3 separate regions of the Gossypium hirsutum genome follow, and all the other regions are linked to region 2. Evidence: chromatin contacts called from public Hi-C data. All regions are on one chromosome and are shown on one strand. Each heading gives the region's core, a stretch centred on a gene start, on an enhancer-like site or on the middle of the called end of the contact. The rest is flanking DNA. Distances are from core to core; before and after follow the strand shown.

What was found. Hi-C and Micro-C count contacts between places; a contact is called where the count stands out from the background.
Region 1: a Hi-C map of leaf shows a contact between it and region 2, with 4 times the contacts expected there. The contact joins the promoter of LOC107901595 here to the promoter of LOC107901634 in region 2. A contact is called at or near these places in 20 of 34 Hi-C or Micro-C datasets (anther, callus, cotyledon and 5 more).
Region 3: a Hi-C map of leaf shows a contact between it and region 2, with 7 times the contacts expected there. The contact joins the promoter of LOC107901604 here to the promoter of LOC107901634 in region 2. A contact is called at or near these places in 18 of 34 Hi-C or Micro-C datasets (anther, callus, fibers and 4 more).

The regions. Positions count from the first base shown.
Region 1 is chrA11:35,465,635-35,469,926 of Gossypium_hirsutum_v2.1, forward strand. It overlaps LOC107901595 (probable inactive receptor kinase At5g67200), which reads right to left and starts at 2,706. Exons shown (of 2, transcript XM_016827662.2): 1 at 1,139-2,706; 2 at 1-651. The coding sequence starts at 2,561. The coding sequence ends at 89. It overlaps LOC107901576 (kinesin-like protein KIN-4A), which reads left to right. Exons shown (of 26, transcript XM_016827634.2): 26 at 1-8.
Region 2 is chrA11:35,809,810-35,813,895 of Gossypium_hirsutum_v2.1, forward strand. LOC107901634 (cysteine proteinase COT44) reads left to right here and starts at 2,503. Exons shown (of 4, transcript XM_016827711.2): 1 at 2,503-3,172; 2 at 3,261-3,499; 3 at 3,605-3,745; 4 at 3,838-4,086. The coding sequence starts at 2,725. LOC107901623 (probable beta-1,4-xylosyltransferase IRX14) reads left to right here. Exons shown (of 3, transcript NM_001326906.1): 3 at 438-663. The coding sequence ends at 663.
Region 3 is chrA11:35,529,448-35,533,373 of Gossypium_hirsutum_v2.1, forward strand. LOC107901604 (protein IRX15-LIKE) reads left to right here and starts at 1,538. Exons shown (of 1, transcript XM_016827674.2): 1 at 1,538-3,016. The coding sequence starts at 1,816. The coding sequence ends at 2,781.

The DNA of each region.
Region 1 (4,292 bases), core at 1,456-3,955, 340 kb before region 2:
TTTACATATATGATATAAATCTCACGTGTAAATAGATGACATCAGATCATACCATAAATCCCAAAAGATAGAACTGAAAACGTGATCGTTATGAGTAACCAAAAGATGCACTATCATCCATCATCGCACTCTCCTTGATCTCATGTATCATCTTTAACACCTGCCACATTGCTGGCCGTTGTTCCGGAGATGTCAAGCTACAAACACTAGCAACTTCAGTAAGCATCCCAAGCCAGTGATATTCCCCACCATCATCTTCACGTGTTGCTCTAACCCATTCCAGCATGTCCCGAGGCACAAGCACCGGATGTCGTGATGGAAGTTTGCCTGTCAAAAGCTCCAATAGAAACACACCGAAGGCATAAACATCCGACTTGGGAGTTAGTCGGCGGCTGGATTTTCGAATCTCAGGCGCTTTATAGGCTAAAGAATCAGGATCTTCAGTAAAACAAGAAGAGTCTGCAAGGAGCACAAGGCTGTAGTCGGCGAGGCAAGCTTCGAAATCGGAACCAAGGAGGACGTTGGACGATTTCAAGTTGCCATGGAAAAGCCTTGATGCTTGGTGGATGTAGGCAAGGCCCTCTGCAACATCTTCTGCTATCTTTAAACATGATGTCCAATGAAGTGGCTTTGCCCTAGTTGATCTTGAACCTGTTCATTCATTAAGTCTCGCATCTGTTGTAAGCAATGAATTGGTCTAATAAACTTTGTCTAAGGTACTAACTAAGCCGACCTTTGCAAATAATTCAATTAGCAAATTAACAGCTTCAAATATACAAAACTGAATAAACCTGCAATGGACAAATTGCAAGCTTTTGATAAAAAAAACATCGCTGGAATTGTCGGTGTCAGCCTAAAAAGTTGAAACATTTTTCTCAGTACTTCCACTACTTTTTCGCCATAATTTTAGCTTTAACTTCATCCAGAATCCAAAGGTCGATTGGTCCAGAATATTACCAATTATCAAACAACAATAAAGAAACAGAGGCCCCACTTTAGTTTTCTCTTTACCCACTTTAAACCCTACAGTCTCAAGGGGCAACTGCAACTAAATGCCATAAAACTCGGTAACTCACTTGACAAAACGCAGAAGCAAAAACCCGACAAAAGGATAATTAAAAAAAAAAAAAGAGCATACCATGAACGAGATTGGAAACGCTTCCGTTGGGTTGATAATCATATATCACAAGCCTTTCACCTTTAGCTTGAAAATAAGCTCTAACAGGCACCAAATTGGGGTGTCTCAGCGCCCCAACAGCATCCATATGCTGTTCAAAAACTTCACCGCTGGTTACTGCCGTTTTCCCAGCATCCAATCTCTTCACTGTCAAAATCAATTGCCCATCAATCACTGCCTTATACGTAATCCCCATGCTACCTCTCCCTAATAACTCAGCTGAAGCTCTCATTAACTGCTCTAAACTGTACCCTTCCACTTCCCCATCAACAAACACTAAATTCCCACTCTTTTTCAGCTTCTGAATTTCGTTTATCACTGATTTTCTCTCCGAAACTCCTTCCACTTGGGTTTTTGAGTTCGTTGCCTCGGATGAAGCTGTTGTTGGCTTAGTTTCTTTCGACTCTACTCTCTTTTTACCGCCTTGCTTTTTAACTACAGCTAAAGCTAACAAAACTGAAAATATTATCAACGCAATGCCGACAGTAAATCCAAGGACCATCCCAGGTCTCTGGTGCTTCTTCTTTGGTAAATGCGGCGGTGGCAGAGCTACAATCCCTCCGGAGTTGGCCTTCGGGCTTTGCACTGCCGGACTAGAAGCTGAAGAAGAACCGAAAAACGGTGCACGCGTAGTGCAGGCTTTGTTGATAATCTTCCCACAAAGGTGAGGGTTCAAAGAGAACGCCGTCGTATTGAACTTGGATAAAGTGGGCGTGACCGGTATTTTTCCAGTAAGATTGTTGCCTGAAACGTTGAAGATGAGTAGGAAGGGTTGGTTTAAAGGCGGGACCGTTCCGTTAAACCGGTTCCACTCAAGGCGGAGGATGTTTAACCGGTCCAATGTGGTTAAGTTAACTGGAAGGGGACCAGTCAATTCATTGTAAGAAAGATCGAGGGAGGTTAATCTATGAAGAAACAAGATGGGAGAAGGGAAGGTTCCAGAGAAATGGTTGCGGCCGAGAAACAGGGACTTAAGGTTGTAAAGAGAGGACAAGTCGGGGATGGGACCGGAGAGGGAGTTGTTATGGAGACTGAGAACACGGAGCTGGTCGAGACGGGAGAGGGAGTTGGCGGGAAAAGTGCCAAAGAGGCCGAAATTGGGGAGGAGAAAGCGGACGACGCGGCCTTGAATGCAATTGACGCCTCGCCATTGACAGTAGTCGAAACGCTCGTTGAGAACGTAAAGAAGCTTGTTATGGAGGTCGGCTTTGGATTTGAAGGAGAGGATGGAAACGGCGTCGGATGGCAACATTAAGTTGGTCTGGGGAGGGTAAGTTATAGGCTCAGAGAAACAAGTAAGGAAGAAGAAGAGAAGAAGGAAAGGTATGGGGATGGTTTGGGGCATCGTTCCTCCTGTTTGTGCCATCGCTTTTGTTTCCCCCATTAACCATTATATTTGTAAGAGTCACGTGAAGCTGTGGGGAGACTTGGAGGACTTTTGATGCTTGTTTTTTTGGACCTTTATTATTTATTAGTTATTACTTCCCATTCCCCACTCATTTCAACTTTTCCATTTTATTTCTTCTATTTAACCCCACTAAAATCCCATTTACCATTCCTTCTTTTCTTTTTGGGTTTCAATTTTATAATTTTTCTCTTTTTATTTTTTTCTTGAATTTGATAATTATTTGAATTTATTTTTATTTAAGTTAGATTTTAAATTTAACAACTATATTTTTATTGGGTTTTCAACTTTTTTTTACCAAATTAATATTTGAAAATCATAAATTTCATACACTAATATAAGAATAATTATTAAATTTAAAGATTAAATTTAAATAAAAATAATTTAAAAATAATTATCGAGATTGTGGTTTAACCCAAATATAAAAGGATTCCTTAACTTGAAATGGTAAATAGAGGCGCGAAGACATAGGTGACTGCATGGAAAACTCAGTTGAGTAAATAAATAAAACCAAGGAGGAGAGGAGACAAATATTAGTCATGTGAAATGTAAGGAGGGATGGAAGTCAAACATTAGTCAAACTCTAATTGGTTAGGCTTAGAATATAGAGTAGCCCGTGAGTGGGGCAGAGCAGAGACCCTAAGATCCTCACGTTGCAACGCTTATCAACATTTCAAACACAGCCAGCTAAGCTTAGACGTCTCATGATTCATACAAGCTGATGGTGCCTCAATTATTTAACCCAATTAATCCAAATAATTAGAGAATGTTATGAGATTGTATTTTATTTATTTTGTTTAATAGATGAATAAATTTGTTTCCTTTTTATGTGAGTCCATTTTTTTTATATTTTATCAATTTATAATTTTAAAAACGGGTACAATTCTAATTTATCTATTTTTTTAATAAAAAAATATCAAAATTCAACCTAAACTAGGAGATTTTTACTATAATAATATGAAAAAAAAACTAAAATAGGATGCCCTTAAAATCATATACGAAAATAGGCCATTGCAAGTGATGGAGGGTGGTGCATAGGCGTCACCACCCTCAAATCCAAACATTTCTGACACATTTGCAGGTTAAAAAAAAGAATATGACGAAAAAAATAATAAAATAAGGGTGGAGGATACCCAACAGGCGGCACCGGTGGAGGGTACCCCACAGGCAGCACCAGTCACTGCTCTGCACCGACGGGACTCCTCACTGCCTTTTCTTTTGTTTTATTATGTGTTTGGGGACCTTAAAATGGTCCCCAATTTCTTTGTGTGCGTGAGTGAAGAAGAAGAAGGAGGAGGAGGAGGAAGAGGAGGAGGAGGAGGAGGAGGCGGCATTCGTGAGGGAAGAAAAAAGAGAGAAAAAGAGAAGGAGAAGAAGAAGAAGAGAGAGGGAAGGAAAAAAAGGTAATATTTTTTTTAAGGAAATAATTTTTAATTGTTAATTTAAGGAAATAAATGATTTATATTAATTGTTAATGTTATTATTGTTTATTGATTTTGATTTAATTTTTAAATTTAATTTTTTGTAAGGTATATTTTGGTTAAAAAGAGATATTAAGGTATGTTTGTATTTATTTTATTTTTTATATATATTCATAATTTATTTTTAATTTTTATTGAAGTAAAAAATCCTATCTATGTTATGTACAAAAAATATTTTATTATTATTTTATTTAATTTATTTGATAAGTGTGTTTTAGGTTAATTAGAT
Region 2 (4,086 bases), core at 1,253-3,752:
ATTATTTCTCTCAAACTTGGGCATCTTCAACTGGTGGTTAATTTTTGCTGGAATTTTTAAATACCTTGTATCATATTGTTGACCACTTATACATTTGCTGCATTTGTTATACTTTCTTACTAAGGGATGATTATTCCTTGGGTTTTCTTGAAAATATGCACAATGTACTCCGCTGATTTAGTTGTTAGTTTGAGACTTTTTGAGTTAAGATGCATCGAAGTGTGAATATTAGCTACTCCAACTTTTCATTTTTCATTTCTGATGTCCTGAAATTGTTTCCTCTCCATTTTGGGTTCTCTAAACTCTTTATGTTACTGCATTCTTAATTGGTTTTTGCCTTCTTTAAAAATCCGTGTTGTTTGACGATGGAAATCAATCTCTGGCTTGGTCTCCTCTAATGCATCGCCCATCTGATCATTACTTTGTACATCATGCAGATGGATAATTGACCCACCTCTGGAGATCACGGTCCCATCAAAACGCACTCCATGGCCAGATGCTCCCCCGGAACTCCCTGCTAATGAAAAACCAGCAATGGGCATGCAAGATCCAATAGTGAAGCATAGCACAAAGAGGACATCCAGATCAAAACATCGAAGTAAAAGAAAGCATGAACCAAAAACTGACACACAGGTTTCAACAAGGCATTCTGAACAAAGCTAAAATCTTTACCCCGCAACCTATGGAACTGCTGCACCATGAGATTGGACCAAATGGGGGGCAAATGTAGATGGTGTTACCAGTAAATATGGAGAAGCACCTCTCACAACAATCCAGTTTTTACGTGCAATTCAGTTCGAGTTTGTCCAGAGTTTCAAATATTTTTAAAATTTCTTTCTATTCTTTGTACTTTTATGTTTTTTTGGGTCTTTAGTTTGTTGAGGGTGATCAATATTGTGCTTCATTGAGGAATGTTAGCTAAGCCTTTCTCTCTGCCCTTGCGAGATGCTTGTATACTGAAATGCTTTTGGGTTACAAATTTATACATAAAATCTTTTAGTAGGAATTATAGTCCTGTCTTACGTCAAAAACAATAAAAATTTCCATTTCATTTCTAAAACTGCCTCTGGTAAACCAGGAAATAACAAAAGAAAAGTACATTTTCTAAATTACGATTCAATCTTTAAGCCTTCAAGTTCAGTCGATAATCACAGCTTGCAAGTTTTTTAACTTGTGTCTGTTTCTGGAAGGACTAAATAGATTGGAAATGAAGCAAAAAGGGGTAAAAACTGGGAGCGGGTGAGGCAGTGTTTTCAAGCTGATGCTTCGGTAGTTGGCGGTTGCTACGTAAAGACAAAAGAGATGTGGTGAAGAAAGTAAGCGGGAAGGTTCAGTTTTTGTTGTTTGTTAATTCTACCTAAGAGGGTAGGCAGAGTGAGGTTCGTTGGCTGTTTTTTTGGTATGGCATTGGCCGTTAGTTTTGCTCTGAACCTACCAGGGTTTTGTCGATTCCCGTATTAAATGCGCAGCTTGAAAGCCCATAACTCGATAACCTAAAATATCTCTTAAATGTACCTTCACCAAATATGCCAATGCCAATTAGAGTGAAATCCCATGAGTCGAAATTTCCCGCCCCTTTAGGAAGTGAATGTATGAGACGAGATAGATTGCGGCTTGGAAAGGTAATTTGTAGATTATATCTTGAAACCAAAAGAAAAGAAATCTCACAGTGAGTAAATGATTCTCTCGGGATGCTCACATGGAGTGAGTGGCGATATCCATATTCAGATAATTTATATACAAAAAAAAGCAAGTTGGGATATTTCAAAGAGGTTGCACTGAATTTCATAAGCTGAGAAAAAGGAACAACAAAGCATGTTACCCAAGTGCAGTCTTATGATCAACCGCTACCAAACAAATACTATAATATACCAAACAACTACTATAATAGTGCATATCATGTATTTTGCAACTTGCTATACTCTCTTCCTAACATGCAATCAGATTTTTTATATAAAAAAAATAAAATTTTGTGGATTCTATATTTTTTAGCATTGAAAAAGATGTTAATAAACTTACGATAAATTTAAAAAATAAAATAATCTGAACTAATAACAAAATTTGAACTTAAATACTTATTAAGGATTTCATTTAAAATTAATCCATAATAATAAAATCCATTAATTTAAATTTAGAGACAAAGGTAATATAAGATTTAACAACTTAGCTATAGGGGCAATAATTTACCTTTGGTGCCGCCCTGCTTTATCCAAGTTCATATAGACTCGGCTGGCCTTTTCATCTTTCTATTACTTTAGTGATGTTAAATCTTAGGTTCAATTCTGCCTTCAGTCCCCCTACTCTATGAACTTTTAAAATTTATTTTTCAAATGGTTTTTTTACTAAATAATTCCAAGATTTTAATTTAATACTTATTCTATTTAAAATTGAATCAGTTTTTAGGTAAAATTTCAAAGGTCTAATTCCAATTGAAGTATAATTGGACCTACAATCGTATTAGTGTAATTTATAATGCAGAGAGATAGATGTAGTGAGTGGCAATTGCATCAGCATGTCAGAAGTGTCTTCACCCTTCTACTCCCATAACTAAGCATGAGTTCGGTTCGGCCCCCCAATTAGACCCCAAACATTTATTTAATTATTGCACCGTCATGCTTTTAACATTTACCATTTCCATTTTTCTATATAAACCCCGTACCTCTCTCTTTTCTCTTCTCCAAACCACTCCCTCCAATAACCATAACAACCCTTGTCATTTCTCCCATGGCAACCACAGTAACACCCATTTCCACCCTCTTTTTCCTCTTCTTCACCTTATCCTGGGCAACCAGCTTCAGCCAAAATCACTGGAGGAGCGATGATGAAGTGATGAGCTTGTACCAAGCTTGGCTCATTAAACATGGCAAACAATACAACGGTATAGGGGAGGAAGAAAACCGGTTCGATATCTTTAAGGATAACTTGAAATTTATCGACCAACATAACTCCAAAAACACCACATACAAACTTGGGTTGAACAAGTTCGCTGATTTAACTAACCAGGAGTACCGTTCCATGTTTTTGGGTACAAAGAGTGACCCTAAACGTCGAGTCATGAAGTCCAAAAACCCCAGCCAACGCTATGCTTCCCGCGCCGGCGACAGGTTGCCGGAATCTTTTGACTGGAGAGATCATGGAGCCGTTACTCCAGTGAAGGATCAAGGGCGTTGCGGTGAGCTGTTTTCTTTTTTCATTTCAACTTCAAATTAATTTCTTTTTAAATATCAAGCTTACCCGCTCTGTATCGTTCACTTGACCAGGAAGTTGCTGGGCATTTTCAACGATTGCAGCTGTTGAAGGCATAAATAAAATCGCCACCGGCGAACTAATCTCTTTGTCAGAGCAAGAGCTAGTAGATTGTGACCGATCCTACGACGCTGGTTGCGATGGAGGCCTAATGGATTATGCCTTCCAATTCATTATTGACAACGGTGGCATTGACTCTGAACAAGACTATCCTTACCTTGGTGCTGATAATAACCAATGCGATCCAACGAGGGTCAGTTTCCAAAGCTTAATTCTATGACACTATATCTTGTAGTTTATTTGTTTTCGACGTTTGGAGATTGATGCCCTGTTTTTTTCTTTTTGGGATTTGTAACAGAAGAATGCTAAGGTTGTCAGCATTGATGGGTACGAGGATGTTGTTCAATATGATGAGAAGGCATTGAAGAAGGCTGTATCACATCAACCTGTGAGTGTCGCCATTGAAGCTAGTGGCAGAGCTTTCCAACTCTACGAATCGGTAAGCTTGACCTGTTCTGCTTCTCCTTCAAGCCATCCAATAAGTTGATTCGAATTTAAATCCCGTTTATAACTCAGTTGTCAAATGTTTAGGGAGTTTTCAGCGGTGAATGCGGGTCAGCATTAGACCACGGCGTGATTGTCATCGGATATGGCATGGATGAGAACGGTCAGGAATATTGGACAGTGAGGAACTCATGGGGCAGCGGTTGGGGTGAAGATGGATACATAAGGATGGAGCGTAACGTTGATGACCGTGCTGGCAAGTGTGGCATTGCGATGGAGGCTTCCTATCCTGTTAAGAATGGGACAAACATCATCAAACCTTACTGGACTAATGAA
Region 3 (3,926 bases), core at 288-2,787, 280 kb before region 2:
TTGACAATTTTTTTTTATTTTAATTACTTCATTAGTGTTCATCAGTCATAGAATATCTTCCCCATGTTGAAAGCCCCAAACTTTATGTCCCATCTTTGAAGCCAAATGCACTTAAACATGTGCCCTTTTTATCCCTTAATAATGCCCTTCCCTTTAATCTTTCATGCTTTGTGCTCCATTTCAATGAGCAAAAAACATGGATGCTTTATTGGCCAAACAGAACGTTACCAATCCACAAAGGTCATGTCAATGTTGTTTTGTTTTCTTTAATGTAAATTGTAAGTGTTAATTGGACCATAGAACTAAAGTATTAAAGCTGCCCCTTTGGCTAAAAAAGCACAAGAGAGGGGATATTATCTTTGTTGTTTTTTTTCTTTTTAGAAATCTGTTCAGTTTTGTCACTTGAAAACGATGGTGTGAAGCCTTATGTTAGTTTAACCAGTGGCACATGAGAAAAGAGCGTGGTGAAACCCAGGAGAGAACTGTTCAGTCAACTGGCCCATACCCTACCTAATTTTTTTAGGGCTTCATATTTTATATTTGCAATCCAAATGATAAAAGATGAGTTTACTGCAATTTTAACCTCTCTACTATTGAAAATATAATATTTTAGTTCTTACACCGTAATTTTGAATGATAATTAACATAGCATTAAATTAAAAATAAAAAATAAAAACTTAAACAACCATTTAATCTAATACTATTATTCTATCAACAACAAACAAACTAATGTGCAAAATCCAATGCGACTAAAATAAAATTTTATAGAGGGCTAAGCTTTAACCGACAAGTTTAGAAGCATAAAGTAAGATGGTCTGACATTACCTTTTCTGGGCCACTGTAAGGATTGTCACCATTTCCTTGTACTGTAATAACCTTGTTTGAAACAAGTAATGCTATTGATTATATTACCTTGCTGTTCAAGTCATTTGTTAATCTATTCTGTTCATAGCTGTTAAGCCACTGAGATCACTGATTCACATGTATAATTGCACAATCCCATGCCTCTCCAATAAGAAAAGGGACTTACACAACTTTCCTGCAAATATAAATTCCTAATGAACATGATTCCTTAGATCAGCTGAACTTGTTATGAAAAATATGGGTTTTTGGGTTATACTTTGTTCATATATAACTATAAACCAGACTATCAGTTAATTTAAAGGAATATAAAAGAACCTGCATACTTAGTCTGTGACTCTGTTCATTCCAAATCCAGGTTTCTGCAAATGGGAAATTTGGAGCAGGTGAATTGTCACCTTCAAATGGAAACTCATTATTTAAGAAATGGTATATATAAATGTATAAAAAAAAGGTTACTTGAGAATAAAACCCAAAATTGATGAAGGAAAAGCGACATTTGGCTTCTAATTAGTTATCAGGTCACTACAATATTATATTCCCCATCTACTTTCCTTTTGCCCCTCACCAGGCCCCGGTCTTCAACAACGCCTCTTCTCCTCTGTTTCTTTCATACCACTTCTAATTTTGGATAATCCCTTTTCACCATTCTTTCACCCCAAATAATCATCACTTCCATGTTAGTTTTGCAGTGAAAACAAAGCCAACCTACTTTTCAAAACCCCAAAAGCATAAAAAGGAAATACTTAAATGGTTTTCCATGTGGTTTAATTTGGTTTTCTAGAATATTATTAGGTTGACTTTAATGTAATTTAACGTAATGTCACTTCATGTTTGCCTAATCCTATATTGTTTCAACCTTCTTTAAATCAAACCCCATTTTTCTCTGATTCTCTCACCAGTCAAAACATTCTTCTCCACGATTGCAAAAGCAAAAAAAAAAGAAAAAAAGAAATGAAGAACAGTAACAGTAATACCAAGCTAATCCTCCTCCATCCTTATATCCAAAAACAAGGCAGCTCTAGCAGATTATGGCTCCTTGCCTTCATTTCCTTTTTCACTATTGCCTTCCTTTTAACTCTCATATACACCCGAGAGTCTGTTTCCGGTAGAACTACAGCAGCCGTAAGGACAACCGTGAGAGGCCCCGGCTCATCTGTGTCCGCCTTTGGTGGTGGTGGTGGTTCACTATTGCCCACCACCGTCATCAACACCCTTCTCCATTATGCTTCGAGATCCAACGACAGTTTCCACATGACATATGCGGAGCTGAAGCCGATCTCTGATGTCCTACGTAAATGTTCCTCCCCATGCAACTTCCTCGTTTTCGGTCTAACACAAGAAACCCTCCTGTGGAAAGCACTGAACCACAATGGCCGCACCGTTTTCATCGACGAAAACCGGTACTACGCGGCCTATTTCGAAGAGTTGCACCCGGAAATCGACGCTTACGACGTCCAATACACGACCAAAGCAAGCGAAACGAGAGAGCTCATAGCATCTGCTGAAGTACAGATCCGGAACGAATGCAGGCCGGTCCAAAACCTGCTGTTCTCAGATTGTAAGCTGGGAATCAATGATTTACCGAACCATGTTTACGAAGTGGATTGGGACTTGATATTGATCGATGGGCCAAGAGGCGAAGGAGACGAAGGCCCTGGAAGGATGCAACCGATCTTCACGTCGGGGGTGCTTGCAAGAAGCAAGAAAGGGGGCAATCCCAAGACGCATATATTTGTTCATGATTATTATAGAGATGTGGAGAAGATGTCTGGGGACGAGTTTTTGTGCAAGGAAAACTTGGTGGAATTGAACGAAGTGCTAGCACATTTCGTGGTGGAAAGAATGGAAGAGAATAGCTACCAATACTGTCGCAACAAGAACATCAATACATCAAGGAAAGCTTCATCTTCATCTTAGTTCATGAATGTGATGATCATATATACATACAGTCCCAAGCCAAGGTGTCAAGAATGGTATAAAGGAAGGTGAATACGTACGGATTATTTATCATCATTTGAAAACATTTTATAGATGGATCTTTTCTTTGTTGGGGATGGTGTTTGTGTAAAAAATAATTTTGTTTTTGGCAATGAAAATTGTAAGCTCATTGAATCAGAAGATCCAGAACTTGAAAAAGAAAAAAAAAAGACTTTCATAATTAGGCTTTGTATATTGGTATAGTATGCTGATGATAAAAGGTGAAAAAAAGAACACCAGGATGGATAATGTACGATGAAAACTTAGTATGAACAACTATGGTTTGAAATTGTGAAAAGTTATGTGAGAAAATAAAATGTTTAAAAAATATCCTGTTAAAAAAATGATTTTTTTTGAAGTGTAACAAATATAATATAATACAATTAAAGTATAAATAAAAGTTCAAGAAATGTAATTCAAATTAAAATTAATATATTATCTTGTTGGTCATTTAATTTTTATGTCGCTTTTATTTTGGTCACTCAAAATGAAATTCTTATAATTTTGTCACTTAATTTTTAGGTTGCTCTCATTTTAATCACCCAACTATTAAATACATTATGTTTATACTTTCGTTTTATTCACCCAACTTCTATGTTTTTTCATTTTAGTCATCCAAAAAATATTTTTTTCAGTATTGATCGGAATAAAATACATTAAAGTGAAAAGGTGAAAAAGTGGTATAAACTAAGATAATGTTTTAAAACATGTCAAATTGTACTTACTTACCTCGTTACCGAAAGTTCTAATTTTTTTTCCAATATTGAAAATTTAAATTTTAGTATTATATATATATGTATTTAAAATATTTCACTTATAGAAATATTTGAAATATCATACCCATAATGTAGAAAAAAACAATGACATTTTAAATATTTTACATATAAAAATAAATATTTGAAATAATTGTTTCATTTTATAATATTAGAAATCACCATACCCACATTATACATGGATAAAATAAATATTTGACATATAAATATTATATATAAAAAATTAGTTGATGTTTATATTATATTATATATTATAAATGAGTTGTTAATTTCAAATATTTTTAACATAATGATATATGTAAAATATATATT